3 separate regions of the Arachis hypogaea genome follow, and regions 1 and 3 are each linked to region 2. The links are chromatin contacts, called in public Hi-C maps. All regions are on one chromosome and are shown on one strand. Each heading gives the region's core, a stretch centred on a gene start, on an enhancer-like site or on the middle of the called end of the contact. The rest is flanking DNA. Distances are from core to core; before and after follow the strand shown.

The links. Hi-C and Micro-C count contacts between places; a contact is called where the count stands out from the background.
Region 1: a Hi-C map of leaf shows a contact between it and region 2, with 1.9 times the contacts expected there. The contact joins the promoter of LOC112743571 here to the promoter of LOC112743567 in region 2. A contact is called at or near these places in 2 of 8 Hi-C or Micro-C datasets (leaf and an unstated tissue).
Region 3: a contact with region 2 is called in a Hi-C map of leaf, with 2.0 times the contacts expected there. The contact joins the promoter of LOC112743566 here to the promoter of LOC112743567 in region 2. A contact is called at or near these places in 2 of 8 Hi-C or Micro-C datasets (both in leaf).

What each region holds. Positions count from the first base shown.
Region 1 is chr14:100,270,589-100,274,450 of arahy.Tifrunner.gnm2.J5K5, forward strand. LOC112743571 (probable WRKY transcription factor 49) reads left to right here and starts at 1,950. Exons shown (of 3, transcript XM_025792836.3): 1 at 1,950-2,438; 2 at 2,527-2,670. The coding sequence starts at 2,056.
Region 2 is chr14:100,056,434-100,060,345 of arahy.Tifrunner.gnm2.J5K5, forward strand. LOC112743567 (histidine biosynthesis bifunctional protein hisIE, chloroplastic) reads right to left here and starts at 2,425. Exons shown (of 7, transcript XM_072214345.1): 1 at 1,329-2,425; 2 at 612-833.
Region 3 is chr14:99,827,962-99,831,692 of arahy.Tifrunner.gnm2.J5K5, forward strand. LOC112743566 (laccase-2) reads right to left here and starts at 1,596. Exons shown (of 6, transcript XM_025792827.2): 1 at 1,400-1,596; 2 at 1,126-1,277; 3 at 636-880. The coding sequence starts at 1,516.

The DNA of each region.
Region 1 (3,862 bases), core at 700-3,199, 210 kb after region 2:
AAATTAAATAAAAAATATATTAATGATTAACGAATTATATAAGTATATTTTAGAAAAAAATCATTAATAAAAAGACTAACTAATCTCACAAAATTAATTATTAGAAACCAAAATGCATTTTTTTTTTCAAGAAATGGGGATTAATATTCACCTTTATTATCATATAAGAATTTTGAATGAACTAGCTAGTAACCTATACTCCAATAATAACTATCCTAATTAATCTTATTACTTTATCCATAGGGGAATCTTTACTTTAGTAAGTAACCTACCACTTTATACTCCAAAAAGAAAAAAAAATGTAACCTACCAATTCATCTATAACAGCAAATTAAATAATGCAAGCTCATCACCTACCCGGATTAAATATTTAAATATTTAATTTGTGCTGAAAAAAGAAGGAATTGAAAGTTAGTCACAGGACTACAGGAGTCAAATAGCATCTTAAAAAATAATCACCGAAATATTTTGAAGGTATATGACTAATAAATCTTTAAGGTTGACTCTTGCCTTGGGTTGAAATTGGGTTGTCAACTAGCTCTTTGTCCATTGTGATGCATCTATCCCATCATATAACAGGACAAATAAACATTTAAATGAAAACACAGCCTGCACATAACAGTACCATAGATTATTTTTTTTTTGTTTTTCTTAAAAAAAAAAAGTCAAACCCACATCCAAAACGAGGGCACAGCAGGATATCTTGTTTGTATGGACTCCATCATTTCAATTCCCAAAAATAATCTAAAAGCACAGCCATATAATAGACCAAGTTACCTGTAACTATAAGTAAATTATTAAAGAGGTGAAAAAGAGACACTACAAGAAATCATGAAACGAGAAACCAAAATAAAGGGCACTGATGAAATTCAAATATTCAATGCTTGGATTCCATCTAGTAAATTACAATGTTACATATTCACGGTTGACATGGCCTCGTTTTTAGCCATATAGGTCTAAGAAATTCTAATAATTATGATAAATGTACGTAATCCCTATAAATTGTAATTTTTATTAAACTCGTTTTGATCTAATCAGTCATAAAAAAAGATCCAATAATTTGGTGAATCAACCAAGTCGAGTCATTAGCCAGACCAAGCTCGCAACAAAACCACCTTAGTTAAGTTCTTAGAGTGCTCCATTAAATGGATTATATTATTTATGTACTAAACTCAGTCACTAATATAAAATACATGTTAGAATATAAATATATATTAAAAATAAATTAAATTATGTATTTATACATAAATACATTGATGACTGATTTTAATAGTTAATTTTAGTGTACAAATAATATTTTTGCCATTAAATAGGCTGCATATATATCAAAACAGTTTTTGAAATTTAATTATTGTATCAATTATATTTTTAAAATTGATAAAAATATTTTATGTTAGTATCTTTATCTTTTGTTATCGAGTGACTAATCATTCTATTAGAAACTAATGTGATTTATTTTTATCAATTTCAAAGACATAATTAGTATTATTAAAATTTTAAAAATTATTTTAATATATATAACTAATTTTAAGGATCACTTTAAAAATTAATTTGACCTATTGATTTGGCCAAGTTTAATTAAAATTAATGATTTGTAGGGTTCGAATAATTCATATCGAATCATGTATATTTTATGTTAAAGGAAATTTAATCAAAATATAATTGTTGAGTGTTAAACCTAATATATTTAAGATAAGTGTTTATTCTTTGTGAGTAAAATCTTCAACACTAGTTTAAAATGCTCCAATAAAAAAGGTATTTGTAACTTTTCTTTAAAAAAAAAACAAAGAAAGAAATGGCCCCATGATGAAAAATATGATGGTGACAGCATTTGGAAATTGATTAGAAATATTGTCCAAGGAAGTCAAAGTAGAATACATACAAAAAACAGCCACAACACCTCCCCTTACTTTAAAGTCAAATAGGGGGATTATACGTCACAACAACCTGCCTCATCTGCTCCACTCTTAAATTTCCTATCCTTCTTTCTCTTTCTTCATTATTCATACCCTCCTCTTCTTAGTTTCCAAAGTCCAAATTCCTAATAAATAATAAATGGTTGAGTCAACAACAAATGCATTGATGACGATGATGATGGAGGAGGAGGAAGTCATACTAATGTCTTCTAATTCTAATTCCAATTCTTCTTGTTCAGAAGGGTCAGAGGATGATGACCTTGTTAAAGAGCTTTTAGATGATGCCACTCCTCTTCTTCTTCCGCCTTCGGACCACTACAACTCAATAATAAGGCCGCCGCCTTCTTATTTTTCAAATACCGATGATGGTGACGGTGATGATTATGACCACGCCATTAACAGGTTCATATCCAACATTTACTCAGGTCCTACAATCTCAGACTTTGAAAATGCTTTGTCAGTGATCAATAATAGTGACAACCACCCAAGCGATCAGCATTTGGAACACCTCTCATCAGCAAGGTATATTTAATTTGTATTCATCAATAGAACTAATGTAGTGTTAACTTTGTGAATTGGACTCCAATTTTTTATGAATATGTTGTTTCAGGGTTTCCATATTGGAAAGGGGTTTGAGTAAAATTGAGAACAAGTATACGCTCAAATTCAAGTGCTTTGGCAATGGGATGGGTGATGATGGATATAAGTGGAGGAAGTATGGTCAAAAATCTATTAAGAATAGCCCAAATCCTAGGTAATACTGATTCTTTCTTCTACGTATTTATTTGATTTTTTTTGTGATACACCAAAAATGAGCATTATTCACGTGGAAAAGTATAGGTAGATAATAAAAATATTAAATAATATGAACAATGAATATATCGGATGTTCAATTCACTAGGTGTGCAAATAGTTATTCTAACACTAAAATTTAGGTGAGTAAGTTAGAGTGTAGTATATTTTACTTCAGAACCAATTTTAAAGCCCGTTATTTATGTTGTTCAAAAAAGTCATTGATTACCTAGCATAATTTCATTCACATTTGGGTTCCTCTGTTTAACTTAACACATTGCACAGAATTTATGCATTCTTAAAATTCTTTGTTGAAACAGAACTAGTTATTCCAATTTCCAATTTCCATCTCTTGCAAAGCTCATTTCATAAGCTACTCCAACAAAAAATTGAACACGATATACATTGCCAGTGCCAGAAAGCATGTTAGTTATAGTCAGATTTACTATTAGGATATATATATATATATATATATAATTTGGTAACTTTTGTTACACAATTAACCATTACAATTGTTTGCAACAACACCTTAAACATTCAAATCAATAGTGAATGGTATATTATTTGATATGGAGGAGGAATGTTATATGTATTATTTTTGTATATATCTTTTTTCTATATTTTTCTATATGTATTATTCAAAAAGATAAAGATTTATATTCTAAATAATACTAGAGAAATAATTAACACTATAATAGTCAATTTTAGTTAATATTATAGATAGTAAATTATTAAACAAGTCTAATATCAAATCCACTAAATATGAGATTTTATCGAATTAAATTTTGGATATATTTTTTTAGTTGAGTTTTAGATATTCTTGTTTTTAAGAATTTTAAATATTTTTTATATTAAATATTAATTGTAATATTAGTTGTATAATATTGGTTAACTCCTAAAATTTCCTCTTATTTTTTATATCGGCATAAAAAAAATGTATTCAAAACGTGAAACAAACATTATTTATTTATTTAATTTTTATGTCACATAGATTTACTAAAAACACTGATAAATATCCTTGGTAATCAGCAGTTACTAATTACCAAATATTGGGATTTTCAATGAACGGTATTTTTGATAGGTTTATGATGGGTGATAGAGAATGGTATAAAAACTAAAAAGGGTAAGACGGTGAAGAATATTAGTACACTTCA
Region 2 (3,912 bases), core at 1,175-3,674:
TCGGTTTTTTGAAAGAAAAAAAATCATCCAAACCAATTTTATGTAAAATGTTAGGTTTGGTTGGTTAGATTTTTTTTTACGAGGCCAACCAAACCAAACCGGACCAATTAAAATTCAATTGGTTTGGGTCAGTTTTTCAGTAATTAAAAAAAAGTAACTAGAAAATTGTATCCTTTTTTTGGTGAAAGAGTACTTTAAATAATGAAAATATAACTAGATCATAAAGAACTGGAAAACTAAAAAGAATAGAAAAAGAACTAATCCAAAGTAGTATTACAAAAATGAACAACTTTCTTCATGGTAGGCATGGCCTTTGATAGAGGGTTGTACATTTAAAATCCAAAATGTGTTAACTGGATTAAAAACTATAACCACATTTTGGCCAACCAGTTTAATAAAACAATTTTAAAAATCATATCCATATTAAAAAATTGGTCAACCAAAACCAAATTTTAAAAACCGGTTTATATCCAGTTAGCCAAAACCAAAACCAAATAACATTTTTGTAAATGAGCAGTTATATAAAAAAAGCTTTTACAATAAAGATTAGATAATAAGATGTAGAAAAACAAATTAAACAAAAAAGTGAAAAACAAAGGAAGTAGACTTACACGTCCTTTGTTGGGGGCATAAATGTAATATATAGTGAGATAGATAAACTCAAATCAACAGCCAACGCAATTGATGGTGAGGACTAGAATGCTGTGAGGCCGCGAGAGTGCACAAAAGGAAGCCCGTAGAACACCCCAAAATGCACAGTTCATCACAGTTGCTATGGACGGATCAGGATTGAATTCCTCCCCGACTTCTTTATTATCGTATAGAAAGTTGGCCTGAAATAAATATTTCTTTAAATAACCGAAAATTTTTAATTCTATTAAAAAATAGAGGAATCGAGAGAAGTTAATTACACAGGTGAGAAGAAAAAGAGGAACAAGAAGACATTTCCTGCACGAAAACGGGAAACACACAATCATACACGGAAAACTTACTCAATGCAAAAACCGGTTTTCCAGTTAAAAAATGCAATTTTTTTCAAAAACCAGTTTATTTTTTTAAAATCGGTTTTTATTTTTATAACCGGTTAAAAACTAAATTTTTTATTTTCTAACTAGTTAAACACCAATTTTATCATGTAAAACCAGTTTGGGTAATTAACCTAAACCAAATATTTAATTAACCAAAAACAGGTTTGTGTTTTTAATTAACCTTAACCATGTACAGCCTTTATTATTAGGGTACTGGAAAAGCAATTCTATTTGATTAACTCAAATCTGAATTTCTCACTAGATGCTGAAACCATAAATCTGATAAAAAAAAATCAATACCTAAATTTTCAAATATCCAGATGCAAGAATTAATTCACTACTTCAAAAAGACAAAACTCTGCCTACAAAATGAAAAAGAACAAGGCAGTCAATGAGATGTGAAAATGTTAGCTCAATGTTGAGATTCCCAAATCAACAAATTAAGTTCACATAATTGTGACAAATGAATATAAAATATGAAGTGAATTCAGAGGGACTTGGGGGAACTCATTGCCTCCTCTTTCAGATCATCTTGTGCAGAATCAATAATCCATATAATCAGATTAAAAAACAATAATCAATAATCAGTCCCAAGAATTAATTATCAGCACTACAAAAAAAATCAAATTAAAACAACAGAGGCAAGAACAAAAAATCATAACAAAAACTAAGCACATAACAAATAATCAGATTAAAATTCAGCGAGAACAAGAACAATGAAATTAAACAATCAGAGCCAAAAACAAATAATCCTAACAAAAATTAGCAAGTAACAAATAATCAGATTAAACACGGAATTATGACAACAAACTATGACAAATAAACAGAATTTAGAACCAGAATTGAAAAATAAAAAACCTAAGACTTGAAAAATTTTAAAACAGAATTTAAAAATCATAATCATAACAACAAATTATGAAAAATAAACAGAATTTAAAAACAGAATTAAAAAAAAAAACATAAGGCTCCATTGGTAGATGCAGCGACGAAAGCGATAGACTAGATGGAGGCGGAGAGGCTGGACGTTGCACGACTGGAAGGCTGACGAACTGCGACGGAGCACGACGGCGCTGAGAGCAACGAAGCACCAAGGCGCTGAGAATGACTGGAGGCTGACGAACTGCGACGGAGCATGCGCGGCTGCTCGACGGCGTGAGGCTTCGATGGACGACGACAGAGAGGACTGTGACTGAGAGAGGGGAGTGAGTGAGAGAGGAGTTTGTGCTTTCGGCGGCATGAGTGAAGAGAGGAGTCTGTGGCCTTTTGTGCGCAGCGGGAGTGCTTTGAGAGAGAGAAGCTTATTAGACCAGTAAGGTTTGGGTTAAGTGGGGGCAAATGTATCTACCGGTTCGATTTGGTTCAGATATTTGATGTTAGAATTGAAAACTGAAATGAACGGAACAAAAAATTAATTTTTTTCCCGGTTTTGTAGGGGTTTGATTTATTCGATTTTTTTATTTGGTTGATTGATTTTATTCGATTTAGATTGATTTTGAATATTCAACATAAAAATATTATATAACAAAGCATCTGAGACCAGAAAGAGAGAGAACATAATAATCAACAACAAAGTCATAGATAATATCAAAAATCTTTACATATGAAAGATAAAAAAGTGACTTATTGGTTTTATGCATGGTTCTAAAAATCGAACTGGACTGATCGATTTAATCGATTTAACCGTGAACCGATAACAAAAACGGTCAAGTCTATTGTCTAAAATCGCTGGTAGAAAAACCAGTCAAAAATCATCAAACCAGTAACCAACCGGTTCGAATAAAACGACGCAGTTTTTTATTTAAAATAAAAAATAGAAGCAAATGCCATAATGCATTCGAGACCCAACCCCCCCTCTTCTTTTCCCAACATTTGTCACTATTGGAGAACTATGAAGAAAGGAAAAATCAAAAACCCTAGCCCTTCATTGTCGTTGCCATTCCCGGATCCTCAGCGCGGCCGCCGTCCCCAGGTCCTCAGCGTCGCCGCTTCTTCCTCTTCTCCGTGTCCGGAACCCAGTAGATCGGCACGTCGTCTTCATCTTCGTCGGCTTCTCGGCACGGAACCCAAGTTAGTGGCTTCTCGTCTTCATCTTCAGTTCTTCACTGAATGTTTAGTCTTGTTCTTGGTTTGAACTTTGAAGCTCTGAAGTTGTTGTTCTTCGATCTTCTTCTTCAGCCTTCTTCTTCAATTTTGTTGCATTTTTCTTCAATTCTTCTTCTTCGGTCTTGGTTTAAAGTTTGGTTCTGAATGTATTTGTTGATGGATCGGTAATTAACTAATTACCCAGGTTAGTGTTTTAGTGTTTTCTCTGTTTTAGTATTTTTTCTGTTTTCAAATTTATTGTTACTCTGTTTAGTGTTTTCTAATTGCTCGTTGGCTAGTGTTTTACACTTTTACTGGTTTACTGGTTGCTGATGGCTCCTAATTTTTTTGTTCACATTTGCTAATGGCTTTGATTTGTAGTTGCTGGTTTTGCTTTGATTTGTAGTTGCTGGCTCCTAATTATTGCTGGTTTTGCTGGCTTTGTTTGTTGCTGAATGTTGGGGGGCAGAATTTAGATATGGTCATGTTGATAATTTTTTGATTTTTCAATGTGCTATGGGCCTGTGGCTGGTCTTTAATTTCGTATCTGGTTATGGATACTTCTTTGTTTTGTAGTTGCTTGTTTTGCTTTGATTTGTAGTTGTTGGCTCCTAATTATTGCTGGTTTTGCTAGTTTTATTTGTTGCTGAATGTTGGTGGCAGAATATAGATATGGTCATGTTGATAATTTTTTTATTTTTCATTGTGTTGTGGCTGGTCTTTAATTTTGTTTTAATTAATAAAACTTTTATTAATTTCAGTTATGGATAATAGTATTAATCAAGAAGCAACTGCTGATAAT
Region 3 (3,731 bases), core at 346-2,845, 230 kb before region 2:
GTTAGTTAATAATTATATTCTTAAACAAAAAAAAAGAAAATAATTATACAATTTTGCTACCGTATTTCTATCAATTTCTCTCAACCAATTTCTGTTAACTCTTGTTTATGACTATTTTTAATGGAAGTATCTTTCTAGATGTGTCTAATAAAAATATTTTTTTTATGGCTATGTCTAATAAAAATATCTTTATAATGTATTTTCTGAATATGTCTCCTTATATATGTGTTTAAAATATAATAATTAATTATTATTAACAATAAATTGACAAATAGTATATTGATATTCATACTTTTCTATAATTATATTACACGACAATAAAAAATTAATGTAAATTTAACTAGATCTTGAATTCTTGATACATTAATTATTTAAATATATCATAAAAAAAAGTGACGTTTATTTTAAAATCCTCCATTTTAAATAAATATCACTTCGACTTTTTTTGATATATTTAAAAATTAATGTATATAAATTTAAAATAGTTCTAAATTCAGATACCTTAATTTTTAATGTATTATAACAATAAAAGCGACTCTTAGTTTAAAATAGAGGGAGTTGGTTAGAATATATGATTTTTCAAATAATAGATATAAAATACATATATGAGTGGTGTGATGCTATATAAATAATACCGAAAATGATAGGGATTTCCTTATGTGGTTTCTCAAACGGATAAGGGTCTTTATGCTTAGGGAGGATTATGATGGGTCCATAAATGGTAGCTCTAAGCCATGAAATGTGAGCATGCCAAAGAAGGGTTCCCCTTTGGCCAGTAATGGTAAAATTGTATGTGTAGGACTGATTGCTTTGTATGGGACACTGTGTCACATATGCTGGTCCATCTGCCCAACCACTTGTTATCTGCCGAATCCCATGCCTGCAAAATTAAACTCGTGTGTAGTTTTAAATTAGAGTTATAATTATGAGTGCATTTGTACTTATGCTCTAATTATATGTATGTAATGGTGGCAGTTAGAGTCATTATGATATTATTACAAATAATGTAATGGGCATCATCCCAGTTCACAATAGCAATATTAGAAGAGTCGCAACTGTTGTTTTAATTAATCAGGAATTTGGGTTGGCTTCAAAATAAACAATGAGAACACAAAGCAAACATACCAATGAATGGTTACATTGTTGGAGACATGGTTAACCACCTTAACCAACACCCTATCACCTTCCCTTGCCACTAATGGTTGTCCTGGGAATTTCCCATTCACACTCAGAATAGTCCTTGTGTGACACAATCTTGTGACGTTCAAATACTCAATCTTCACATGGAAAAGGGTAGCATAAAAAATTAGTATGGTATAGTGATGAATAAAATAATGCAATTGATAGAAAGAACTAATAAACTTTCAGAAGCTAAGCATGAGTTTGTTAAATATTGTACATTGAATGTATAGTGCCTTGTTATGCCAACTGCAAACTCAGAAAATAAAGTTACAACCCAAAAACCAAAGACAAGAACTCTCATAGATGCAAATGATGGGAGGTGGAGAAAGTCCATTATGCAATTTCTTGTGTATGTGTTTTATGGTTGGGATGACTGAGTTCACTTCCGACTTCATATATATAGAGAGGATATTCCAAAAATAATGAGACACTTTAATTTGATCTTTGTTGTTATTTATTTATTTATTTTTGTTTTGTGGTGGTAATGTCTGGTAGACATAACTTTAGGTCTAGCTGAATTTTAGAGTGGATGTGAAGTAATAATTTTGAGGTGCATGCCATCCAGTACTTAAGATTTTTGATATCACAATGACTCTTATAACATTGGATGAGTGTATACACGGTCTTGTCTCCAAAAACAATATATAACATAAAAAGTTTGCTTCTAGTGTAAAGACTAATTAAGTGCTTAACGTGGATGCACTTGGATGCACCGTCCTTGTACAATAACTTAATACCGTTCATTTTGATTTTAGTGAGAATAAAAATAGTCGTTAAAAAATATTTTAATGACAATTTAATATTAATTATTTTATATTCTATATTTAAAAAATTTTAATAATCATAAAAAATATATAATAATTATTATAATATATATAATAATAATAATAAATATATAATTATTGTAAAAATATAAATTAAATAAGTTCTATAATAATTATTATATGGTGAATTCTATTTAACTCTCTAAATTAAAGAGTAAGTTACTCTTTATGACATGTCTTTTTATTATTAAATGAAATAAATTGACTTATCATGGTTAATTTTAACTTTTAATCTAGTCTAAATTTTGTTAAATTAATTAATTTATCATGATGTAACTTTTTTTTCAAATTATAATATCAAAATTTTTTCTTTTTCTTTCTTAAATTTTTTGAAAAAAATAATAAAATAAGTTACAAAATTGATTTTAGAGATTTTTATTTTTTTTTAAATTATACATTTATTAATCAATTTTACACAATTCTTGTTTTATTAATAAAATTTTAGAGATTTTGTGATTTTGATGGTTTAGGAGTGCTTTAGTATGAGCTATTAGTGAGTTCCATCCCAATTTTCCAGTAGATAAGGTAAGAATTCACTAAACCCTTGTGATTTATCAAATTTTATGAATCCTAAGTTGATATATGTGTGAAATTAGTTACACTAGAGTTGTTGGGTGATTTTGGTACACATTAGGACCTTGATTTTGGCTTGCGAAGCTTTTGGATAAACCTCGCTTGTTTGGAGCATGGGTGTCATTGAGAAGAAAACCCAAGTGTTAGGTGTGAACCGTCATCATGAAGGTACGGTTTAAATTTCATTTAAGTATCATGTAATGTGACATGAAATCCTAGGCTAGGTACCCCTAGGAATAATATTGAATTGTGCGATTGGATAGAAATTAAATGTGGTAATTGTGAATTGAGATGTGACTACTTGTATGAGAATGTAGTATGAATTAATGATTAAAATTATGAATTGATGAATTGTTGAATTATTAAGTTGATCGGATAAATGAATGTTGGGCCGGAGGATGTGAATTTGGGCCGAAGGCCATGAAAGATAAGTTTGGTAAGTGATGAATGTATTGAATGTTGATGCATGAGCTTGAAATGGTGATTATGGAATTGAGTATGTAGATATTGGTAATGATTTGTTAGAATAACAGAATTGAGGATTTGAGATGAGAAGTTGATGATTTAGAGTTGCAATGTATGGATTGAGTAGGTTCGAACTTGATTGACTGTAAATGATTGAATTTGATGGTTTGGGGATCATTTTGTTGAGTGTAAATTGAGGTGGCTTGTGAAACTTTGGAAAGATTGGTAAGTTCTGTTTTTAGTCAAAAACTAATTTTCGACCAATTTTGGCAGATCATAACTTGGTCCTCGGAGCTGAAAATTCAATGAAAGTAAATTTTTATGAAATTTATTTAATAATATTTTCAATGGTTCAAGAATGGTTGAAAATAATTTTTGTACAAAAAGATATAAAAGTATGAAAACTGGTTGAAAAAATGAATTTTGCAGGATATCAGCTTTTGAAAACCTGATATGCATGTGTATGCGAAATCACTCATGCGTACGTGAGCATTTGGCTTGGCTAAGTCCTCTTGCGTATGCAAACGTGGCTCGCGTACGTGACTATGTATTTTTAACACTCATGCATACGCGAGCTTTGCAAATTTACACCCATGCGTACGCGAAAATAGGCATGCATACATGACCACCCCTGTTTTTCTGAAAAGTGAATTTTTAAGTTCTCAGCTATTTTTCGAGCCTTCTAAA